3 separate regions of the Mus musculus genome follow, and regions 2 and 3 are each linked to region 1. Evidence: chromatin contacts called from public HiCAR-type and HiChIP or PLAC-seq data. All regions are on one chromosome and are shown on one strand. Each heading gives the region's core, a stretch centred on a gene start, on an enhancer-like site or on the middle of the called end of the contact. The rest is flanking DNA. Distances are from core to core; before and after follow the strand shown.

Region 1 (4,872 bases), core at 718-3,217:
TCAGGAAGAGACACAAGTCTAATGGGGTTGCCCTTGGCTTTTTATTATGGGATGTATGCATATGCTGGCTGGTAAGTTGATATGTCCAGATACTTGTATTGAATATCTTCATTTGCCTTTTGTCTTGTTCACCTTTTTTTTAATCATAGAAGTGTCATATCACACATTTCTTCCCTCACTAAATTTTCATTATGTCATGTACACAAAAATTATTTCGTCAAAGTTTCAAGTAACACAGAATTCTCAGAAATGAAGACCTATAAAGCTAATAAATTTATTTTTCCTGCCAAAGAGCATAATGCATCAGAAATAGACTGGAGGAAACTAAGTGAGCTCTGTCTACTTGGACTCCCCTTGGTTTCTCTGTGTAACGTTTCTTCCTCCTGGCAATAGGATAGATCCTCTCTCACCTGAGAATCTCATGATGTATTGTGAGACAAGGTATAGCAGAGAACTGTGCAGCTACCTTCCACAAGAAGGCAGAGAATGTGGGAGATATATTTCTAGGTTGTTCTGTTGGCTTTGCTGGAGATCACTTCTGGCTTCTATGAGCCACTTAGGGGAAGACAGGTTCTAGTTTCTGCAGCTTACCTCGGAAGAGAAGAAAGAGAAGCATGAAGGAGAGATGGAAGGATAACAGAAAGAAATTCTTTCCGTTTCCTTCAGTGTGGCAAAGCCTGAAGCTTATGGCATCAATATCTGAGGCCCTCAAATAGTTAAGGATGCTATTAGACTTAGTCCAGTGTCATAAGAATGAACAAACAAATGCTGGGGTTTAATGGTCATTATAAATTACTTTTCGCTACTCATCAGTGGGAACAGTATAGTAAGTACCATAGGGTACGTGGATTAGTACTTACCTGTCAGACAGCCTTTGTGGTAGAGTACTAAAGAGATTCATAAATAGAAGTTGATGATTGTTTTCTACTCGGTCATGAGGAAGAAACAATTCATAGGAAGAAGTGAGATGGTCTCAGGAGATTAATATGGCCCATATGATTAAGCTAGGAAAGGAGAAATCACAATAATAAAAGTTAAGTGGTCAAGTCGTATGCAACATAGTCTCGCCCTTTATTTGTTTCATTAAGATGTTTTCAGCAGTTGAAAACAAAAAAATGGGTAGCAAATATAATTGGCACTATGATACCAGAAGTAACTCTTTGTCCCTTGTGCCTGTCTGCCTGTGATCCTCCTGTAGTGATATAGTAGTATTTTGTTGAGGAGCATGAGTCACAGTAATCAAATATCAGAGAGAAACTTTCTGTAACTACTTATTGACCTTTTAAGCTGTAGTTGAAACTACTATATCCTGAAAGCCCACTAGATATAACATCAGAATCATTTCAGAAAGATTAATTTTCATTGTTTTGGAGCAAATAATGTGTAGTAGCTCTTTTCGCATCTTAATAAAACCAGTAATTAAAGCTGTGATAACCCTGTGTGAGCCTGAAGAATGCCAGCAAGAAACGTTGCTATCTCAAGAGTTATGTAAATATTTACAACACAAATAAAATTTTCTCCCCCTTCATTATTTTGTATTACCTTCCAGATATTATAAAATGCATTAAAAATAAGCAGTATGTACCCTATTAATCTCACAAATTGTGAAAATATGACATTAGAAGAAACTCCACAGAGCCCAGCCACGTGGGCTTAGCATAGTTTTGAAGCAAAAAATGTTTGAAGGCTGTTAGGTTACAACATAAGATCAGCATATAATATTTGTATCCCCATAGAAGACATTTTGCAGCCATTTGTATGCATGCTTTCAGTTTTGAATCTCAGTGTTTTTGAAGTCTTTTCACTTTTGTCCAAAGCACAATGCAGTGCTAAGGAGAGAAAAGAAGCGAGTGTGATCACAGTGTTAGAAGCAGAATCAACTCTTCTATGTCTATTGAGCCTGGATCAGGGCTCCATGCCCTGGGGCAGCAGCCAAGCCACTGTGAGGGTCCTTGGGAGCCCCAGAGCAAAGCAGGGGAGGGGACAAGCGCTTTCAGCTCCTGCTGGGTGCTGGGAGCCTGTTATACTCTTTCAAGAATGTGGAGCATGGTGATCTTCACACGGCAGATTTGATTAATTCTGTTCAATGGAGTCTCTTTTGCCTGTGAGCACCCTGCATTTGTTCCCACAGAATCTTAAAACATTTCTACCCCCACTCCTCCACCTCCCAGCACTGGATATTCAGGTCACCTGCTTCGTGTATAGCCAATTTTCTTCTGTGGATTTTTTTTTTTTTTTTGTGGATAAAGACTCTTTTCATCTTGGCTTCTTATTAATATTGCATTTCACCCATGCCAAGTCCAAAGTGCAATCACTTCCAACGGTAATAGAAGTTTACAGAAAACTTTATTTATACTTTTGTCTACACAGTCCTTGTGTTTCGACCACAGTTTGGAGAGCCAGGAACCATCAGTTTCTTTGTGTTCTTGGGGGTTCAGTCGCAGTGTTGGGAAGTAAATCTAGGATTTTAAATGAGGATGCTATCGGACCCAAATGGCTTAGCTTAAGGATAATAAGGAAGTATTTAGCTGTAATGGTTTGTTTGCTGGCTCAGTGCTGCTGTGTGAAGAGGGGAGAGGACCTGGTTGTTAATTTATGGCTCTCAGTCTTAGAAGAAAAAAAGAATAGAATCAGAATAAGAAGGAAGAGCCTGTAGGCTTAGCAATGCAGAGGTGCAGATATTTCCATGGAAAAGGATCCAAGGGGAGTCTAAACTGAGTTTCATAGACAGAGGCATGATAAGAACAACCTTTGCTGCCTGAATTCTCCATCTTTTACCATATGATTGCAAAACTGGCTTGCAGATGTAAATCGGGATGTTAAGTGGTTACCACTCCTTTTATTGCTGTAGAACAATATTTGACTAAAAATATGTGTAGACATTGTAATGAGAGAAAAGCAAGTCAGTTATGATGAGAAATTTCTAGCCAGACTGCTAACTGTTTAGACAGGTAGCATGTTAGCCAACTGTTGTCTTGGATACCTTGCTGTTAGAGCAGTCACCTCCAGCTGCAAGGCAGAATAGGAAAAAGATTCTACCAACCCTCGGGGATCCTGGATGGAGTAAAGTCTTGGCTCTGAGGAGCACAGAACCTATCCAGAATGATGAAAACCCCCTCCACAGAAACATGATTAGGGGAAAAGAAGTCATTAACTCAGTCAGGTCACAGAGTCAGGCGAGCACAACTTTAATATTATTGCCAATGTCCGTATTCAGAGGAATCCATCTGCCAGTCAGCCTGTGGCCTTGGGGAGTCAACCAATTTCAGTCCTATCTCTGGGTCCAAAGCTAAGCATAGCGTGTTGAGATTTTTTTTTCCCTCTCTTTTCACTGTGTGATAGAAAATTGGTTTTCAGTGTCTTTTGTCGCCCTCTTTAATCGGATCCTCAATGGATTTCGTCTCCCTGAAGCATCAGCCAGGATTATTGTACGCCTTTGTTTCAACTCACCTAAAGAATCTGTTTCCTTTGAAAAGTCATGTACAAGGTTGGCAATTACAGTGCAGGGCCAACCATCATACTTATGCAGAGTCATAGAGAACGTTGGACAATAGACCTCGTGAGCAGTTACCAGGGACCTTGAGGACTAAGCCAGGGGAGAGAGAATACAGTGGGCCTACTTACTAGAGACTGGACAGGCATCAAGATGTATTTCCTACAGTGGGTGAACTTTTGCACTGAAATGATCCATTTTCATCCTCTTCTCCCCAAACTGTACCCAGGCACTATCCTTTCCTGTATTCTTTAGGGACATGAGAAAATACTTGAAGTCATATTCTTTCTACAGACAGTTCCCTTCTTGCATTAGGGCTGTTGAGAAAGACCAGTTCATCAACTATTAAGAAGCAACTGGCTATCTCTGACACACAAAACCTGGCATATTCCTTAATTCATATGGTTTATTCAGTTTGGGGTGTTACTTATATGTTTGCTTATTTATTTCATTTGGTTTGCATACTGCCTGTTGCCTCAGGCTTATAACAAACATGTCAAATCAGTCACAAATAGTACATTCCACAGCACTATCCCTGATATACTCAGAGCAGGGAGGAGTAGCTCATTTATAATCCACCCTTATAATTCTGCCAGCCAGTCTTGCGTTAAATACTGAAAAATGGAGCATGTGCACAGTAAGGGTCACATCGACAGTTTCATCTCCTAGAATAACAATGTTATATGCATTCTCCTAGAGTAACAACAACTGCTGTTTTTAATTTTTTTAACTTTCTAGTTGTTAAAACACATCATTAGTTATGTGCGTGTATGTGTGCACTTTTTATATCACACTTATCGCTATTGCATTTTTTCTGTCTATATATTTCAAATATGAATTCATAATGTAGTCCTTAAAGGTGTAGCCATCTTGTTCTTGAGCATCAGCTGACTCGTGGATTCCATAGGATTGCCATGATCATGGGGCAAGCCAAGCTTTCTCCTTTCTCAAAGGTTGTGCCATGCTTTAAGCATGTGGCCAATGAACAGCTAATGTTCTGGATCTTTGGTTTTAAAGAGTGGAGTTTGACTTTCACAGGATGCTTCCATGCACTATACAGGAGGATATTCTAGCATCTAAGGAATAAGATAACAGTAGAATGCGTGACTTTCACTCGCAGATGTTCCCTGGGCTGATGGAATGAAGAGAGAGCAAGTTTGCTTTTGTTACATTCAACTGTACTCTTGAGGAGTCTTAATTTCCTCATTGTATTCATCCAGTCCCCTATTCTTATTTGGGAATGGAATTTCCTTTGACCTTACTTGAGGAGTAACCTCACTTAGAAAGAACTTAGTAGACTTAAAGGGCCAGTAACAGCGCATTTTAGTGGGAAAACAAAGTCAAGGACACAAGACATCAGCCACCCCTGTATGGGCTCA
Region 2 (4,872 bases), core at 615-3,114, 770 kb before region 1:
GATTTAACCTGAAGGCCGGGGCCTGAGAGGAAGTGGAAGGGAGCTGGTGTGAGGAGCTATTTCAAAAGCTGGGTGTCATGGCACTAGCGGGCATTTCCAGCCCCCCTGGGAGCTGCGGAAGGAGAGCCACTGTGAGGTTCAGGCCAGCATAAACTACATGAAATCCTGTCTCAGAACAATAAGTACAGCTCCCACACAATAACAATTACAACAACAACAAAATGAAATCCCAGCCCCCTCTTCCCCGGGGTCAGGAGAAACCTATTTCCAAGCTGAGCGTTTTCATGTGTACCTGTAACCACAGCCCCTGTGAATCCAAAGCAGGCATGAGGGTTGCTGGAAGGTAAGGCCAGCCCAGACCTCAGAATAAAGCCTTGTCCTGGTAACTGAAGAGAGATGACAGACAGATAGACAGATAGACAGACAGACAGACAGCAGTCAGATTTCCTAATTACCCCTCTCCTCAGTTACTGTGGGTTGTGACTGAGTGACCCCTTAACTAGTGGGTCAGGGATGCAGTTAGAAAGGTAGTCATGGTGTTTCTCTGACTATAGAACCGCTGTGTACACAGAGAAGGAATCTTATCCACAGGAAAGAATGAAAGACCGTGAAGAAGAGTGTAGTGGGAATCTTAATAAATCCCAGCTTGGGGTTCCTTCCTGCCTTTGACCATTTATGTCCCCGAATGAAAGATACACACAGCTATATGTGTGTGTATTAAGATTTACTTATTTACTTTATGTATATGAGTACACTTTAGCTGTACAGATGGTTGTGGGCCATCACGTGGTTGATGGGAATCGAACTCAGGACCTTTGCTCGCTCTGGCTCCGCTCGCTCCGGCCCAAAGATTTATTTATTATTATATGTAAGTACATTCTAGCTGTCTTCAGACACACCAGAAGAGGGCGTCAGATCCCATTACAGATGGCTGTGAGCCACCATGTGGTTGCTGCGATTTGAACTCGGGACCTTCAGAAGAGCAATCAGTGCTCTTAACCGCTGAGCCATCTCTCCGCCTTATATTTTTAAAATATGCCTTATGCAGCACAAGAGCTGGGCAACTGCCTACCCTCTATGCTGTTAGAATCTACCTCCTTCGGGTTGCTACTTACAAATTTCTGTGTTCCATCTTGGCTGCTCTTAACTCCAATTGGTCAGCCCACGGTCTCTTGGCCCAGAGCTCAGGCCTCTGCTTGCTTCTCTACTTCATGGCGGATATTATCTCTCTCTCCTGAACATTCTTCCGAGAGATGGCAGCTCTTGTCCCCCTCCTCCAGTTCCTCGTGGTCCCAAGCCTGGGAAACCTAAACTGCTGCCTATGTCTCTTCTCCCCAGCTATTGGCTGCTGGCATCTATCTTAACCAATCAGAATCAACTGGGGGAGGGTCCCTCAGTGCGGACTTTCTCGTGCTAACAGTTTTGGGGGACCCAATTAACATTAGACTACAAGCAACTTTAGGCCTAACCCAATACAGAGGAGTGTTCTGCTCTTCTCCGAGCCGGAAATAATCTCTCTGAAGTAACTGTTGATGTTAAAGAGCATTTACCTTTAGTGCTTGACAGAGACGGTAATTTTTGTGTGAAACATGTAATTTGGACACTTAGGAAACATGCTAAATGCTAAGTAGATGCTTTGCATCCAGGAGCACACCATCCAGAGCGGTGACTATTTTAGCAATCTCTTAAGTTTCACGATGCTGAGAAACTCAGCTGCACTGACAAGCTCTGGGGGCGGGAGTGAGTCACCGAGTTGTGTGACTCACACAGGCTGGGCGGCTGGCTTCCCAGGGGTTTGCTTTGCTGTTTCCACATTTTGGCGTGATGCTCTATGGCTGGGAGAGTCTGGCGCACCCCACATTTCACTCTCTTCCTGCTCATTGGCTAGATGAGTCACCCAAATAATAGAAGACATTCTTACTTTCTTTGAGGGGTAGACATGTGAGTAAGTTTTGGCCAGTGAGACATAAATAGACGCATAGGCAGCTCTCTGGAAGTGTCCCTTTCTCCAATGTCTTCTGAGGTGAATACAAAGGCAATAGCTAGGCTCATCACCTGCCGTGGGCCTCGAGGATGAAGAGTAGAAAGACTGAGCTCAAAGAGTTCTGGGTCCCGATGACTTTGTGGAAACACTATCCTGATTGGGTGTGCTAATTCCTGAATTTATTTCTTTATTTTTAATGTGTGTGTGTGTGTGTGTGTGTGTGTGTGTACACAAGGGCAGGTGCCTGGAGAGTCTAGAAGGTGTTGGATCCCTTGTAGCCAGATGCTAAGTGGACTGACTGTGCATTCGTGTTTTAGACAGCTGTGGACCACCTGACACAGGTGTGGGGAACTGACCCTGAGTCCTCTGAAAGATCTGTACTGCTGAGCTAGCTCACCAGCCACCCCCATCCCCAGAATTTATTTTATATGGAAAAAGAATTACTTTTTAAATTACAGGGAACTTTTATTTTATATGTGCGAATGTTTGGCCTACGTGCACGTTTGTGTACCACGTGTGTGCCTAGTGCCTGAGGAGGCCAGGAGAGGGTCTCAGATCCCCTCAAGCTGGAGTTACAGACAGTTGTTAGCTGCTAAAAGGTGGGTGCTGGGAATCAAACCTGGGTGTCTTCTGCAAGAGAGGCAAGTGCTCTTAACCACTGAGCCATCTCTAGCCGCATGCAACTGGATTCTCTCTCTCTCTCTCTCTCTCTCTCTCTCTCTCTCTCTCTCTCTCTCTCTCTCTCTCTCTCCTTTTGATACAGGGTCTTCCTATGTAGCTCAGGCTACTCCTAAATGTATAGGGATTCCCTTCCCTCAGCATCCTGGGTACTGGAGTTACAGATGTGAGACACCCTGCCTGGTTTTCAGTTTCTGTCCTAGCGATCAGTGAAGCAGACTGGATACTAATGCTTCCTGTTACCCCTCACCTGTGTGGGGGAGTTGTTGACTCAACCCCCGGAAAGCTGAAGTACAATGATTACAATGATCTCATCCGGAGGACCGAGCCAGGAGCCTCTGGCCTCAAGTCTTCAAGCCTGCTCTTGCCGCACGCTCCCCCCTGGGACCCAGCTTTTATGGATCTAACTTGGAACAAGGATCTTTCTCTGTGTCTCCAAGTGTGAAATGAGGTGAAATGTCCCTCCAGTCTTGAGAGGAGGCCCATCCTGGCCAGGGAAACCAGCAGTGGAGACTGCTGGAAGGTAAAGACCTCTGTGCAGGGGTTTCTTCCCAGCTGTCGCCACTTCTGTGTGTACAAGAGTAGAGTTTGGTAAGTTTATGTGTCAGAGTTCAACACTGGTGCTGTAACATTGAGATATTATTTATCTTTTCTAAAATATTTGAGAAGCACTGTTTTATTATTAAAAAAGTAAAGAATCTTTTTATTAATTTTAAAAACTCTAATACATGAAATAATGGGTTTCATATGACATTCAAACGTGAGGCTTTCTCTATCTGTCTCTTTTTATTTATTTATTGTTTGTTTGTTTTTTGTTCTCTTTCTTTCTTTCTTTCTTTCTTTCTTTCTTTCTTTCTTTCTTTCTTTCTTTCTTTCTTTCTTTCTTTCTTTCTTTCTTTCTTTCTTTTTGAGACAGGGTTTCTCTGTATAGCCCTGGCTGTCCTGGAACTCACTCTGTAGATCAGGCTGGCCTCGAACTCAGAAATCCGCTTGCCTCTGCCTCCCAAGTGCTGGGATTAAAGGCCTGAGACAACATGCCCAGCCTTTCCCCCTCCTTTGCGAGACCCTAACAGCAAGCCGTGAGTGGACTTTTAGGCGGGCCAAAGAGTCTTGGTGACTTCTCAGCTCTAAATTACTATTTCCTAGGGACACTAGGGCGAGATTAGTTTTTGCCAGCTCCATACAAGCTAGGGTTGCCTGGGAAGAAGGAGCCTCAGCTAAAAAGTACCTTCTTTTGGTTGTTCTGTGGGTGGGTTTGTGGGCCCTGCTTTCCTCTCCTTTCCCCTCCCCTCCCCTCCCCTCCCCTCCCCTCCCCTCCCCTCCTCTCCCCTCCCCTCCCCTCCCCTCCCCTCCCCTCCTCTCCCCTCCTCTCCTCTCTTCTCCTCTCTTCTCCTTTCCTTCCCTCTATTTTCCTTCCCCTTTCTATCCCTCCCCTTCTCTGTCTGTCTGTCTGTCTGTCTGTCTGTCTGTCTGTCTGTCTGTCTGCCCGTCTGTCTCTTTTTCTCTTGTCTCTCTATGAAGCCCAGGCTGGGGACTCCCTCTATAGCTGAGCTGGACTTGTCCTGACACTTTTGCTTCTGTCTTCACCCTGCTCCTATAACCAGGCAGGACTGTCTTCCATTTTAAAATAGGGTCTTCCTGTGTCGTCCAGTTTGCGGTGGAACTCACTGTGTAGCTCAGGTTTTCCCTGAATTCAGGATCCTACAAATCAGTGGTTCTCAACTTTCCTAATGCCAGAGCAACTGTACTAAGGAACCCTTTAGTACGGTTCCTCACGGTGTGGTGACCCCCAATCATAAAATTACTTTTCCAGGGCTAGAGAGTTGGCTCAGCGGTTAAGAGCCCTGACTGCTCTTCCAGAGGTCCTGAGTTCAATTCCCAGCAACCACATGGTGGCTCACAACCATCTGTAATGGGATCCGATGCCCTCTTCTGGTGTGTCTGAAGACAGCCACAGTGTACTCACTCATATGCATAAAAGAAATAAATCTTTAAAATATTACTTTTCCTTGCTATTTCATAACTGTAGTTTTGCTATGAATTATAATACAAATATCTGATATGCAGATGGCCTTAGGTGACCCCCGTGAAAGGGTCACTCGGTCCCCAAAAGGTGTTGCAACCCACAGGGTGAGCGCCACTGCTCTAAAGAAAATTAAGCAGAATTATGTTTAAATTTTTTTTTCTTAGCCAGGTATAAACCTTTAATC
Region 3 (4,872 bases), core at 1,342-3,841, 700 kb before region 1:
CTCCTCACCCATTTCTAACTTCTTGTCCTCACAAGAAACAAAAGAAAAACCCAACCCGTTGAGTGCAGAGTGTGCTGCCCATATGCTCATGGGTATGGTCTCTCCACTGGAGTGTCACTCATCTTCCAGGAGCCACACCCTCTCACAGAAGCCATTGTCTGTCAATAGATCAGTGATGGGCCAACGGAAGAGATTTTGTCATGTTCGCAACATACTGTTTTGCTTTGCTCCTTTCTGAACCCTGCCCAGAATCTTTGGTCTCATATTCTGTGCTGGTCCCTGAGCTCTGTCTCTGTCTCTCTGTGGCTGTGTGTCTGTCTCTGTCTGCCTGTCTCTGTCTCTGTCTCTGTCTCTGTCTCTGTCTCTGTCTCTGTCTCTCTCTCTCTCTCTCTCTGAATGTGTCATTTGTGCCCTTGATGAGTTGTGAATTCTTCAGTTGTTAACTGTTGTCCACTTCACAAAGAAACTTCTGTGATGAGGCCCGGGGACTGCACTAATTATGGACATGGAGATAAGAGTTTAGAAGGCAGTTTGATATTATGTCCATTGAGCTAAATATTGGCAATAGGCTCAGCCCTGGTGCGAGTTACATGGTGGTTCCCTTAACAGTATATCTTCCTTAAGGAGTTTAAAGTCTGACAAAGGAGACATGCCTTTTTTTTTTTTTTAAAGCAAATGTACTCACTCAACCACAGGCGTTTTGGAGAGCAAGGCATCCCTGTCTCCCCCCAGCCTTGTTTGTGCTCCTAGTCTTAGTAGCTACAGCTAAGTTTGTTAAGAGCATTTAGTGCACTCAGGAGCATTTAACATATGGCAGCACTCTTGATCCTGACAGCAACCCAGCCAGGCAGGTCCTTTAGTAGCCCTGCTTTTCAGGACAGGGTGAGTAAAGAAGCCACAGTCCTTCTGATGAGGAGTCACACACATTCTGTTAGGAGATGAAATAGGGGATTATAGTAGTGAATATCTGTTCTACCTACCTTTTACTTTAATATCCTCTACTCATATCAGAAAATAACCAAGAGATATTTAAAAATAGGGCACAGAATGAAAGAGAGCCATGACTGCTGGATGCGCTGTCTTTGCACCGAAGGAAGTAGGGGAGGTACTTGTGACCACACTCAGCTGCTGGCCTGATCCTGAGAGCGTCTCCAAGATACCCGTGGCTTGAGTTTTATATCCTGGGTGTTCTGAACCTTGCAATGCCAACAATGGTTTCCCATCATCGCCAACTCTCTTCCTCACAGATACAAAAGACTGATGTACCATCTTCCCATCTGTTCCCATCTGACCTTCCCCTTAAAGTTTAGGGACAAAGTGTTAGCCAGCTTTTAGATACTGTATAAGAAGACAAAAGGAGCAGGGCAGTGTTGGCGCATGCCTTTAATCCCAGCACTTGGGAGGCAGAGGCAGGCAGGCAGATTTCTGAGTTCGAGACTAGCCTGGTCTACAAAGTGAGTTCCAGGACAGCCAGGGCTATACAGAGAAACCCTGTCTCAAAAAAAAAAAAAAAAAAAAAGGAAGAAGAAGAAGAAGAAGAAGAAGAAGAAGAAGAAGAAGAAGAAGAAGAAGAAGAAGAAGAAGACGACAAAAGGATGTCTAAGGAAAAGGGTTGACTTGTGGGCATGCTTTCCATCCATGGTCACTTTTGTTTTGGGCTTGTGTCCTCACACCGTGCCATGGTGGGATCACATGATACAGGAGGTCAGGCTGCCTCACGCCAGCCTGGAAACAAGAAGGAGAGAGCACAGGGTCCTAATAGTATCTGCAAGGGCATGTGCCCAGTGACCTAACCTCCTGCCCAACCCCTTATAACTTACACCTCCATTCCACAGTGCCACAGGTTTGGGACATAGCATTTAAACCTGATTCTTAAAATGACAGCAGCTAGAACAGAGGTTGGTAGGAAAGGAAGGGAAGTTATAGATTAAATCCTCAAGCCTCTGACAGCTTTGTTCCTCTGCTTTTGGCAAGTAGCGATGACACAGAGATGCTACCTCTGTAGCAGTATCTAGATCACATGCCACCAACCACAGAAGCTGCTGTCCATGGTGCCCTTAGAAAGACCCATTAACCTCACTTTCATGTAGCCTACATCTGGCTTCTGTTTATAACCAGAGTACAGAGGAGGAAGGCCTCTCTAGTGCAGGATATTGACCCCAGGATCTAAATGTAGAAGTCATGTGGGGTGATTTTGCATGTGTCCCTTCCTGATGCCACTTGGAATGGTGTAGGGCTCTCAGCATGGAACATTTTCAGGCTCCTCTTGTGTATGCAACACACACACACACACACACACACACACACACACACACACACACACACACCATCCACTCTAGATAGCTTGCTTCCAGCAGATGACTAAGCAGGGGGCAGCCATGAGATCCAGTAGCAGCTCTTTATGGGAGCCAGTGTGGAAATGTCATGTATCCAGGACACTGTTTTCAGGCACAACAGTTCTGGTGTGGGCCAATGCTGTTTACTGCCAAGCCCACTTAGAACTCTCAGAGTTTTCCCTGCCAGGGCCTCCATCTCTTCAAATTCCTAGAGGAAGCCATTGGTGAGGCATGACAGACTTTGAGCACTAGATGGCACTAAAGGTCCGTGGAACTTTTTTTGGGGCAGCTTTGAGATCTTTAATTCTGCCTTTAGAGGTGAAGAATCCTTGCCAAAGAGAAGAGACCTCGACCATAAATTCCACACGCAGTAGCAGGTTCATAATGCACCGGAGTGACTGCATGCAGTATTTTTTCTCCCTGAGAAATAAAATTTCTCTTTCAATGGAGAAGGTTGTTCCTTTACATCTAACACGAGCTAATGTTAAATCTCTCTCTTAAGTAGCAGAGGATGATGGAGCCTTTAATGTGTGCACTGACCAAGACACAGGGCTGCGTCTGCAGTGAAACGCAGACTGATACCTTCAGGGACCGAGAAGGAGTAAGTCATATATTCTGCAGAGAGAGGGCTGTTTCTCCTCTTAATCATGGACATTTGACTTGTCAAAAAAATGTTTTCTCATTGATTGCCCGAGACAGAATGTACAGGCTAGAAAGACAAGCTTCCCAAAAACCTCCTTCACTTGGAAGAGATGTTAAGGGAAAACTAGTGACTAATATCTTTCATTTAAAACACATTTGCCTGTTGGACAGTGTGACAATAATGTGTTGGTGGGACAGAGATACATTTATTTTTATTTTGATTCTGCTTCTTAACTTCCCCTTGGTATTACCTGAGAAGCAGGACTCATGAACATTAAAATAAGTGCTAAAACGAGCCAACCTATAATACAAGCATCCAGGAGTCAGAGGCAAGAGGACTAGGAAATCAAAGCCCTTTCTGGCTACATTTTGAGATTGAGGACAGCCTGGACTGTATCATACACACACACATACACACACATACACACACACACACACACATACCCCAAAAAAAGAAAAAAAAAAGAAAAGAAAGAAAAGAAAAAAGAAATGGAACATTATCAGAAAAATCTATGTGTGCGTGTATGTATATGTATATGTATATGCATATGTATATGATGTATATGTATATGATGTATATGATGTATATGATGTATATGTATATGATGTATATGTATATGATGTATATGATGTATATGATGTATATGTGTGTATATATATATATATATGTATATATATGTATATATATATATATATATATATATATATTGCCATTCATTCCTCTACCTCCCAGTTTATTTCCATTATCAATCCTTTTATTAGTAGTGGCATACAACAAAATCACTGAAACTTCCTGATTATGATGTTCTTTTTGGCACCTTATTGGCGAACTCTTTGTTTATCAATTGCAAAATGTGAGACGAGGAAAATAGAAAAGCCTGTAACAGACCAGCTAACATACCTACACTTAATTTGCGGCTGAGTTACGGCTCCTTTGACATGTCTGCGGTGGTGGCTCACAGCTGAATCCTCACTGATTGCTTGGCACAGAAGCGGAAGGGCAGGTGTCCTGCATGTCACCTCCACTCTGCCATGCCCAGCTCTTGGCATGCCGACTGTGATGGAGTGGGGTCAGTGCCTGCCTGACGAGTGAGTGGCATGCGCCTGGCTGCCGGCCTGACATGGCGAGAACATGCTCATTTCCACATTGTGGAGGTGTGGGATTGTGAAGCCTGCTTGTTCCACGCGGATGCTTCCGGTACAGAGAGAGGCTCCCAATAGTTGTGACTTGAACAACTAGGATAACCAGCATCATACTTCATTCTCCAAATGGGGACAAATTGGGAGCTTTTCAAAGAAATCAAGGCAAGATTTTCAAAGAAGAATGTGTCAAGACATTTGTGTGTGTGTGTGTGTGGTGTACTTGTGTGTTTGTGCACATGTGTGTGTATGTGTGGAGGCCAGAGGTCAGTATCATTGGTGTTCTGATGTTCTTCACCTTACCTCTTGAGACATGGTTTCTCACTTAACTTGGAGCTTACCACCTGGCTCAGTTGGCTGGCCAGGAAGCCCTGGGGTCCTTCTGCCTATCTGTATCCTAGCACCAGGATCATAGGCACGTGCGTCACACCTCATACTTTTTAGGTATGTTCTAGCTATCCAGACTCAGGTCCTTGTGTTGGTCCAGCAAGCAGTTTACCCACGAGACACGTCTCCAGCTTGTGGCAAGTTACTTCTAATACTTTTTAATTTTTACTTCTGTTTTATGTGTATAAGTTGCTGTATCCTAGCATGGCTCCTGGGACTTGAACCTGGACAGCGAGGGAATGAAGGAAAAGCAGACATCTGGACACACAGGAAAGCAGGGACCAGGTGGACTGAGACCTCTGTTAGAGAGATCACCACACCTTAGAAGCTTAACATGTTTATTATAGAGAGTTGAATAGAGAGGTGA

The links. HiCAR-type assays count read pairs that join an accessible place to other places. HiChIP or PLAC-seq counts read pairs in DNA pulled down with a chosen protein or histone mark.
Region 2: a contact with region 1 is called in a HiCAR-type map of astrocytes, with 2.8 times the contacts expected there. The contact joins two enhancer-like sites. A contact is called at or near these places in 2 of 484 Hi-C or Micro-C datasets (bone marrow-derived macrophages and macrophages) and 4 of 115 datasets of contacts at active chromatin or transcription factors (astrocytes, bone marrow-derived macrophages, pancreatic cancer cells and 1 more).
Region 3: a contact with region 1 is called in an H3K27ac HiChIP or PLAC-seq map of neural progenitor cells, with 10 times the contacts expected there. The contact joins two enhancer-like sites. A contact is called at or near these places in 3 of 484 Hi-C or Micro-C datasets (Th1 cells, bone marrow-derived macrophages and uterus), 7 of 115 datasets of contacts at active chromatin or transcription factors (acute myeloid leukemia, astrocytes, embryonic fibroblasts and 3 more) and 1 of 9 other capture datasets (embryonic stem cells).

Annotation. Positions count from the first base shown.
Region 1 is chr3:50,419,241-50,424,112 of GRCm38.p6, reverse strand. Slc7a11 (solute carrier family 7 (cationic amino acid transporter, y+ system), member 11) reads left to right here. Exons shown (of 12, transcript NM_011990.2): 5 at 1-71. Among named protein-coding and RNA genes, the nearest start is that of Slc7a11, 22 kb to the left of the region's middle. Within about 2 kb of position 1,967, at least 40 of the 459 cell types and tissues checked have an H3K27ac peak or open chromatin away from gene starts, as enhancers often do. A contact at or near this core is called in astrocytes and neural progenitor cells, where this site is marked.
Region 2 is chr3:51,192,418-51,197,289 of GRCm38.p6, reverse strand. No RefSeq gene overlaps it. Among named protein-coding and RNA genes, the nearest start is that of Gm40044, 25 kb to the left of the region's middle. Within about 2 kb of position 1,864, at least 193 of the 459 cell types and tissues checked have an H3K27ac peak or open chromatin away from gene starts, as enhancers often do. A contact at or near this core is called in astrocytes, where this site is marked.
Region 3 is chr3:51,119,905-51,124,776 of GRCm38.p6, reverse strand. No RefSeq gene overlaps it. Among named protein-coding and RNA genes, the nearest start is that of Gm35891, 6.6 kb to the left of the region's middle. Within about 2 kb of position 2,591, at least 32 of the 459 cell types and tissues checked have an H3K27ac peak or open chromatin away from gene starts, as enhancers often do. A contact at or near this core is called in neural progenitor cells, where this site is marked.